Linked DNA regions of Zea mays: region 2 is linked to region 1. Evidence: chromatin contacts called from public Hi-C data. All regions are on one chromosome and are shown on one strand. The core of a region is the stretch at or near the end of the contact, and the rest is flanking DNA. Distances in the headings are between cores, read along the strand shown.

What was found. A called contact is a pair of places that touch in the nucleus more often than the background predicts.
Region 2: a contact with region 1 is called in a Hi-C map of tassel, with 2.5 times the contacts expected there. The contact joins the enhancer-like site here to the promoter of LOC103632613 in region 1. A contact is called at or near these places in 2 of 25 Hi-C or Micro-C datasets (leaf and tassel).

What each region holds. Positions count from the first base shown.
Region 1 is chr7:98,719,077-98,723,432 of Zm-B73-REFERENCE-NAM-5.0, forward strand. It overlaps LOC103632613 (probable LRR receptor-like serine/threonine-protein kinase At1g07650), which reads left to right and starts at 2,212. Exons shown (of 24, transcript XM_008654363.3): 1 at 2,212-2,637; 2 at 2,984-3,128; 3 at 3,258-3,329; 4 at 3,431-3,499. The coding sequence starts at 2,367.
Region 2 is chr7:98,480,144-98,484,499 of Zm-B73-REFERENCE-NAM-5.0, forward strand. No RefSeq gene overlaps it. Among protein-coding and RNA genes, the nearest start is that of LOC100279247, 65 kb to the right of the region's middle. Within about 2 kb of position 1,883, at least 17 of the 20 cell types and tissues checked have an H3K27ac peak or open chromatin away from gene starts, as enhancers often do. A contact at or near this core is called in leaf and tassel, where this site is marked.

The sequences.
Region 1 (4,356 bases), core at 962-3,461:
TTTAATAATCTTTAATGTGTAATCTTAGGGGCTCTAAAGATATCTTTTCCCTGTGCCTTGTGAGACAAAGTCCATCGACTCGACAGAGAAAGCAACAGTTTGGTTTTGATGGGCAGAACAAAAGAAAGCTTTACTCGACTGCAGATGGTGTCTACTAATCCTGCTCACTTTGCAACTAGAGTGTGTAAGATTTTACCTTCGGCTGATTGTTTTGTGTAAGCAAAGATTGTACTGAAACTAAAGAAGTTGTGTGAGTCGACTCTATTTACCCTGTTGGCCCACTTTTTATGTTGCAGAAGGTTTTCACATCACAATTTGTAAATGGTCTAAATAGTATACATTCATTTTTAATGGCAGCAGTCGTGCAACCTGAATGTATGTCATGTTCCACAATTTGTAAATGCTGGATTTTTCATTTGTTCAATATCCGGCACGTGCAAAACTGGAAAAGAACATTATTCTTTAGTTCTACTTGTGGTTAAGGTCTCACACTCCACCTACTTTTGTGCTTTACCACAATCAAATTGGAAGACCCCAATTTGGACCGGACATGAAGTATGAAAAAAGTGTGCCTGGATTTTTTCCTATCGTTGGACTGAATCACATGCTGCATTTAGAATAACCTATTTTTCGGTAATAACAATTCTCTATCTGCTTGGTAGCAAGATTCATAGCATTGTATTCCTTAGATGTTTGATAACCTGAAATGAATGTTTGCCAATATTTCCTGTATGAGAGAAAAAATCTTCAGAAGAACTGTTACTGGGTTCAGTGCTTCTGATTTCTGAATGAAGGTTAAACTGTCTGTTTTAAACTAAAACTTTGGTAAGCTTGATTCATTGGACTCTAGCAGGTGCAATACAGAACTCTAGATTGGTGTCATTATCATGGAGCCACCCAGACTAATATACTCTTATATGGGTACCACTTGCTAGCTACCTTTGGACCACTAAGCTTGTATGCACACAAACAATTGATACTTTATTATGAGTTCTTAATCCTTTGCATTTGCCTTAGTATTCAAATGATTGCAATAGAAATGTATTGAATTATCTTTATGGTACTTTATTGTAAAGATTTGGACGTGTTTGAATAATTATTCCATTTAAATAAGATTTAACTATGTGATATATAGCCGTAGCGACGAGCTACCCAACTAAGATCGACTGCAACCGAGGACAACCCATCCATCTACGTTCGCTTGGGGACAATCGATATTCACATTTGTATTCACAATCTCAATGTATCTTAATAAAATGTATTAATCTCAATGTATGTTAATAAAATGTGTTGATTCCGTAGCAACGCACGGGTATATACCTAGTTAAGACTTAAGACAATATAATATTATTTATCGGGCTCATTGGACACTCGTGGGTGAAACTCTAGACCCGCACCTGAACCATGAGTCTAATTTAGCACTTGTACCTGCACCCATAAATCTAATTTAACACCCGCCTAATGGATGTAAAACCTGTAGGCACCCGTATCTGTGGGTGTGACTATCAATATCATCCACTCATCCCTACTACGGGACATCTTTGACTACTTTTCCGCTGAATAGGACCAACAAATCATATTCTTAATTAAAAAACCAAAATACACATTAGACACGATGAAAAATATATATGTTAATATTGTCATAATCGTATTTTCATTAACTATAGTTGACTAGGCCACTGTACCGATTGGAAAGTATGGGGGTGATCAATGTGCGAAAAAGACACTTTTCAACTAATCAACACTGACAGTTGCCTAATCTAGCAGAAGTCGTCTGTGGTCTACGTGATTTTATATAATATAAGGGATGGTCTACAGATGTATATTTCAGGACCGGAAAGCCTTAACACTGCGGGACCCGGAAAAAAGAAACAAGTGCAAGTGCTGTGCAGGGCTGAAAATTTCTCGCAGCCGCAGACCGTGCAGCTCTGGAAGTCGACGAACGCTCATGCAGTCGAGGTCGGGTCGGAATCCATGCGGATTTTGGCGGCACCGAAGCTGCCGATCACGAGAGCTTATATTCCAGCTTGGCAAGACAGCGATGCATCGTCTATCGCAGCATTGGTCTACCAGAGCGTAGACGTCGCTCAAGCAGAGTCAACAGTCTGACTCCGGCGACCGACAAGCCCGCCATCGCGCCAGCCTGGAAGTTGGACCCAAGAACCATTCTGGCATTCTATCCCGGCCTTGACTCGCAGAGGGAGCTGCAGTGCAGTGCAGGTGCAGCGCAACCAGAAAGCAACTCAGCTGCGCGGCAGTGCAGGGGTACACCCATGGCAACGTGACATGCCTGCCAATGATACCGCGGAGAAGACTCCAAAAAGACTGAGACAGTGAGACGCCTTTACGATAGAGAAAAGATATACATGCCCCTCCCTCTTTCTTCGCCTAGAGACAGCCAAGTCACTCACGCTCCTCTCCACTCCGTCCACTACTTTCACCTGATCGCCACCACTACCTCCACCTGGAACCTGGAAGAGAGAGAGACAATGGCGTGTAGGCCGCCATGTCCATGTGGCTGCTTCTGCTTCTACATGGTGTTCTTCCTCGGCTTGCTGCTCGTCGAGGCCGTCCATGGCACAGGGCGGAGCGAGGTGGCCGCGGCCGCTCCGACTCCGAGCCTCGTTCCAGCTGAAGGTGCTTTGCTGTCGCACAGCTGCTGCACTGTATTGATTCATGGAGCATGTTCTTTGCCTGCCAGCCTTTCTTGTCCACCTTAGCTTAGCTTCACCCTTGAGCTACCTAGTTGCTGTAACACCTGCCAAAGAGAATCTCCAAGAAACAGTTTCTTTGAAACAAAAGGTTCCATTTGGTTGAATGTTCAGAGTCTCAGCTGCAAACCAGCCATGGAGATGCCGCAAAATGCTCCGCATGCTGCTGCCTGCAAGGCTGCAACTGCAACCAACCACCCAGAAATTCGTTTTAATACTTCCTCCTCTTTCTCTTCGACTAACGCAACTGCTGGAACCGCCTCCTCTTGCAGCGAGCGTCCTTCGCCGGATCGCGGCCAGGCTTGGTGTGTCCAGCTGGGACTTCACCGCCGGCGCCGGTCCCTGCGACCACGGAGACTCCGGGGTGCACTGTGACTGCTCCTTCTCCAACGGCACCGTCTGCCATGTCACAGAGATGTACGCTTCACTTGTCCACACACACACACACACTCTTTTTTTTTTAATTTGCGTTGGCCGCAGTTTTCTTTGATTCACTGAACCAACAAAACCGCATGGCCCGGTTTGGCACCATGATAATCTTTGCAGATTCCTCAAGGGGCAGAACTTCTCCGGTGAGCTCCCGCCTGACTTCGCTGACCTCCCCTACCTCCTCCAGCTGTGAGTTGTCAATCTTCAGATCTTGGTCAAGCTGACCTGTGCACAAGCTCCACCTGTTAAGAGCAATAGGAATAACGGTGTTGTTCCTGTGCTGCATGCAGAGATCTAAGCAGGAGCTTGTTCCATGGCGGAGTGCCTCACCAGTGGGCCAGGATGAAGTTACAAGGACTGTGAGTGTGCCTTTGCACTTTTACCTGGCCATTATTGTTTGCTTGACTACTAGTAGAATAGAACAAAATGTATCACTGGGTTAGTGGTTTTCCTGCACTTTGTGAAGCCACAGTCATTGTCTCGTCTGTGGTGTAGGGCCTAGGTTGTCGGCAAGGAATATCTAAGGTAGCAACAAACTAGACCGCCACTCCGAGTCCCAAGCACATTTTTTTCCATCTTCCTGTGCTGTGATAGATTAGGTGGCTTTTGCCCTATGTCAAAAAGCAAACTTTATGAATACTAGTCATCATATCTCTGCACTTAAGCCTACCTTTTCAGTAGTTCAAATGTTGTTTAGGTTTAACACAAGAAAAAAAATATAAATGTTGTTGGCGTCGATATGGCCGCCAAACACTGGAACGGGCCGCCTGGCGGTGCTCTCTGTGGAGGCGCAGATGGTCTGCGCCTGGGGCTCGGACGGTTCACGATGGTGTAGATGGTCTTCTTCTTCGTAGCAGACCTAGATCTCGCCTCTCAGGAGGGACCCCGTCGGGGAAGAGAGATCTTAGGGTGTGTCTTGGCGTCGGCAGGCCACCCAAGACGCCTCTAGGCGACGTAGAGCCGAAGAGAGGTGAAGATTTAAGGTAGAGGGAGGCTAAACTAGGGCTAAATTAGAACTACTCCTAATGCATAAGGTAAAACAAGAAGTAGATTTGATCGATTATGGGAGGTTTAATCGGCCGTAGCCCTTCATCTATATAAAAGGGGAGGTTTGGACCCATTACAAGTCGTTTGCCGAGTTAATCCCGCAGCTTTAGCTAACAAATCCCGCAAAAAACTCGGAACCCTAACTAATTCTGCGCAAGCGCGGACCGTC
Region 2 (4,356 bases), core at 633-3,132, 240 kb before region 1:
GGGTAGCTTTTGTGCCGGTCTGCCTTTAATTCTCTTCGCAAACACACACACTTACCTTTTTGTTTAAGCAAGAGCGTATGATGGTGCGTGTCTGATGACTAACGATGTACGAGGGAATTTCTTCCGGCATGTGTGGAACGTGCTCTCCAATGATGAGACCATACACATCGTGGCATATATCGAAGTCTGCATGATACTGATGGTTGCAATGTAGTGGTGAAACAACTAGATTAAAATAACAAAATTTATGTATGGCTAGGATCACAAATTGATTATGAAATTTTTTTTCTCATAACAATATAACACATATTTTGTACATAAGTTATCGTAGTATACTGGTATTATATATTCCCGTTGCAACGCACGGGCACTCAGCTAGTAGAATATATATATATATGAATATATATCCCAAAAAATAGGATAAAACAAAATTATTACTAACATAATTAAAATACATGTTTTTAGAAAATGTTATTAGCAATTCATTTCATTTTATGAAAAAAAAGATTTCACACCAACAAATTAATCCAAATAAGGTATATTACCATATATATTTCTAAAAATAGAACAAACTCAATATTATTATTAACAAATCAAAATGCATATATTTTCAAAAATTATTTTAATAATTCTTTATTATTTTAACAAACAATATCTTTCTCACATAATTAGATCCAAGAATTGGATCTGAAATTCAAATCAAACAAAATATATGTTTCGGCATGAATGCATCAAACACTTGATAGATTCTATTTACTTAGAAATTGTGTACCTTGTTTTTATCACCAAATTCATTATTTGAAAACGTAAATGTTTCTCCTTTCTACTAGAAATCAATACTTCAAACTGAGTTGTTTTCAATTGATGGATTTAGGATGTTACACTATACCTCGCGGTGCACATAGGATTTTGCCCTAGAGACGTCGGGCGGCGATATAGCAAGGAGAGAGGCAGAGACGACGAGTGGTGTTGGATGAGACGAGATGAAGCTTTTTCTCTTTTTTTACACTCGCGAGATCGTGGACAATGAAAGATGAGGTACCTGACTATAGATGGCTGAATAATGGTCTGTGCCTGGTGGACTAGCCCGAGCACGACCCATAAAATAGTATCGTTGTCTAGTCCGACATGATTCAAAGTAGCCTCGTAATGGTCCTTCATGAGGACTATGCCGTGTATAAACAGTCTTCTCGGACCATAATGCTAACTCGAACCGACATGATTATATTTTTTCAATTTTTAGGATATGTTTGTAATATCTGTTCTTTATATAACATAAATGAATCTAAGTTGCAACGGTTAGAAGATCCTTGATTAACAACTATGGTTTGAGCTACCCTCAACTCATTCCATTTTTGCTGTTTAATCTAGCAATTTATTTCGTGCTTGATGTACCAAGCGCTGAGGCATGCAAACCGTTTGTGGGGCCGGGCGCTCCATTTTTATTTAATCTATCAATTTATTTCGTGTTTAATCTACTAGGGATCGCTGGCTGCGTATGAGTCACTTGCGCACATGCATGGCGGTGAAGAGATGGTCAAACGGCACTTGCATCATGCATGGTGGGTGCAGGTGATGCTCAAATCACGCACGACAAAACTTATGTATTATATCTATACTACTTATTAAAAACCTAATGTGTCCGTCTAGTACTATCACAACTTCGCTAATCAACATACCATATATATTTTAATGTATAGAAATAGATAATAATTATATTTAAATAAATATCTCAATAACTATTTATATAATATATAATAACAGTAGCAAAACAGTAATAACTGGCTACTTAGTAAAGATAAAGATGAAGACTAGGACTAACTTGGTGCATCACAGCCACTAGGTAAAGGAAGCCCACGTTTGTAGCTGCATAGTTTGGGCCTAGAGCCAACAAATGGGCCAGACCAGCATTGTCACGCACACAGTGTTGCGGATGAAAGCGGTAATCTGAACTGTTAGAACAAATTTAATATTTTAAAATAGATATGCATAAAATTTAATGTTGATCTTTTCTTATGTTATCAAGCACATTAATACAAATATGAATAAAATATTGCATAATTTTTTTATGTATTATTTGCTCCCTACAACACGAAACGTTGAAAAAATACCGAATTTTTTTCCGAATCCATACCGAAGTTTATATCTATTATTTAAGAAAATATAGTATGAATTTGAGATTTACCTTTTATGAATCTTTACAAGCTGGATGTTAAAAACAAGAATACATATTTGTATTGTAGATTCTATATCCTATTTATTCGCAATCAAAGAAAAACGACTAAAAAACTGATTACCGAATAAATACCGTTTCCGACCGTTTTCATCCCAAGTTAGTGTCGTCGGATGCACGCTTCAATCTTGTTTTTAGTCCTTCGTTTTATTTTATTTTATTTCTTAAATTGCTAAAACGTAACTCTATTTTATTTTTTGTATTTAACAGTTTAGGTACTAAAATATAATACACAAAACAAGATGGTTGGAAGCACAATCATCACATCCGGATCACGTCGCCGCCACCATGCGGTGTTTTTTTTTTTTTTTTTTTTGTGGTTGAGAACATTACATTAGCACGCATCTCTCTTGGATTGGAGTTTCTTCCGTCTTGTCTAGCCAGGGTTGCTGTTGCTTAGCTTTGACCTGCTGCCAAGAGACGACAAAAGATTATTACGTACCGTCCTCTTTGCTTGCACTGATGAACTACGCCAACCGTCGCGCCACGCAAGCATTTCGGTGACGCCGGCCGGCATTATTTTAGCAGAGGAAAAGGTGGCACGGGATCCTGCACCCACGCTCTCTGAATTAATGATCGATTCTGCATCTATCTAATCCCCTGCTGCCTGTAAAGGCCGGAACAAGGTCATGCATGCATGTGCATGCCTAACCAGTGCAGTGCATGTGATGCATGATTGCTTTATACATACATACAGTATGCCTGTGATAAGTTGACCCTACTACAACTCGATGGGAACGATTATATTGCTAATATTATTATTAGAGAAGGAGAGATTGGATCTGCTGGTTAGATACTGCCTAGTGCCTACTGGTCTTCATCACTCACAAATCACTCTCCAACGCAAGCTTATTTTTGATGGCTAAACCCTGGCCGTCGAGAATAATCTTAGCTGCCGAAAATAGTGTACAGTGTTGTTGTGAAGGCTCCTCGCACACTCAGCAGTCACAGTCACTCCTCGATCGTGTATAGGATTTGCCACCTAATTAATGAGCACTTTCCCTTTTTTAAAAAAGGTAAAGGGCATCGCGTCTGGTCATATGCATCATTAGTCCATGCCGGACTTGTTAACAGTAGCAGATGCTATGGGTTTTCTTGGCAGCTGGCCATAACCATACATGGAATGGCCATGTGCATTCATGCAAAAACTGATGCCTGCTAGTGAAGGCACAGTCCCAAACCTCTAGAGCTAGTTATTAACTAGCTAATAAGTTATTAGTTAGGTTGAAACAGCTTACAACTAATAGCTATTTAAAAGATATAATTGATAATTAGTTAGTCAATTCAGCTAGTTTAGTAGCGAACTATTAGTTTTTGAGGTTTGGAACATGGCCTAAGCTAGATCTACCGACTATGCTATCAAACTCTTAGACCGTGTCCAGCAGCTCACTCATATAGTCACCTAAAACACTGTTTTACATTGTAAACTGTAAACAGAGTAAAGTTTGAAATATGGATACGGAGATATGTAAACAGCTGAAGATAGCCTTACCTATCACATATTCACAGCGTTTAGTGCATACTGTCAAACTGCAGTTACCTCAGCTGACACATCCACCAGACTGGCGACCACTTGCTCTCCCACTCAGCAGTCAGAGATCGTGTATAGGAGATGAAAAGGATTTGACAACTAATTAATGAGCACTTTCTTTATAATAAAAAAAAAGTAAAGAGCATGCATCACATCTGGTACTGCTAGGTGTACTGTAGCGATGCATGCGGCTGCATATCGTGGTTTAGCGTGCCTTTCTTCTGTCGCATCGCATGGCTCTGTTTTGCTCCCACACACGTATTTATTATATATATACATCCAGCTACTCAGCTAGTGTGTTGCCTTTACCCTGCAATGATCCAGATGCGCTAATGGTTGGTTTAAAAAGGCTACCTGTGACCCGGAGAGAATTAATATCCCAGTCAGAATATAAGCAGATACTCCTAACCTGCACCCCATCCACTATATATAATCCTTCCTTTGATCTCAAGTATACAGAGTTTTTCAGATCGCTAGCTCTGTTAACGGACATTTTTATTGCCTTCTTGAGGCTTGATCTCATCTGCGGAATTCCATCGTGATCTTGTTGTGTGCAGGCGCGAGCGAGATGCACATGGAGCTCCCCCACCCC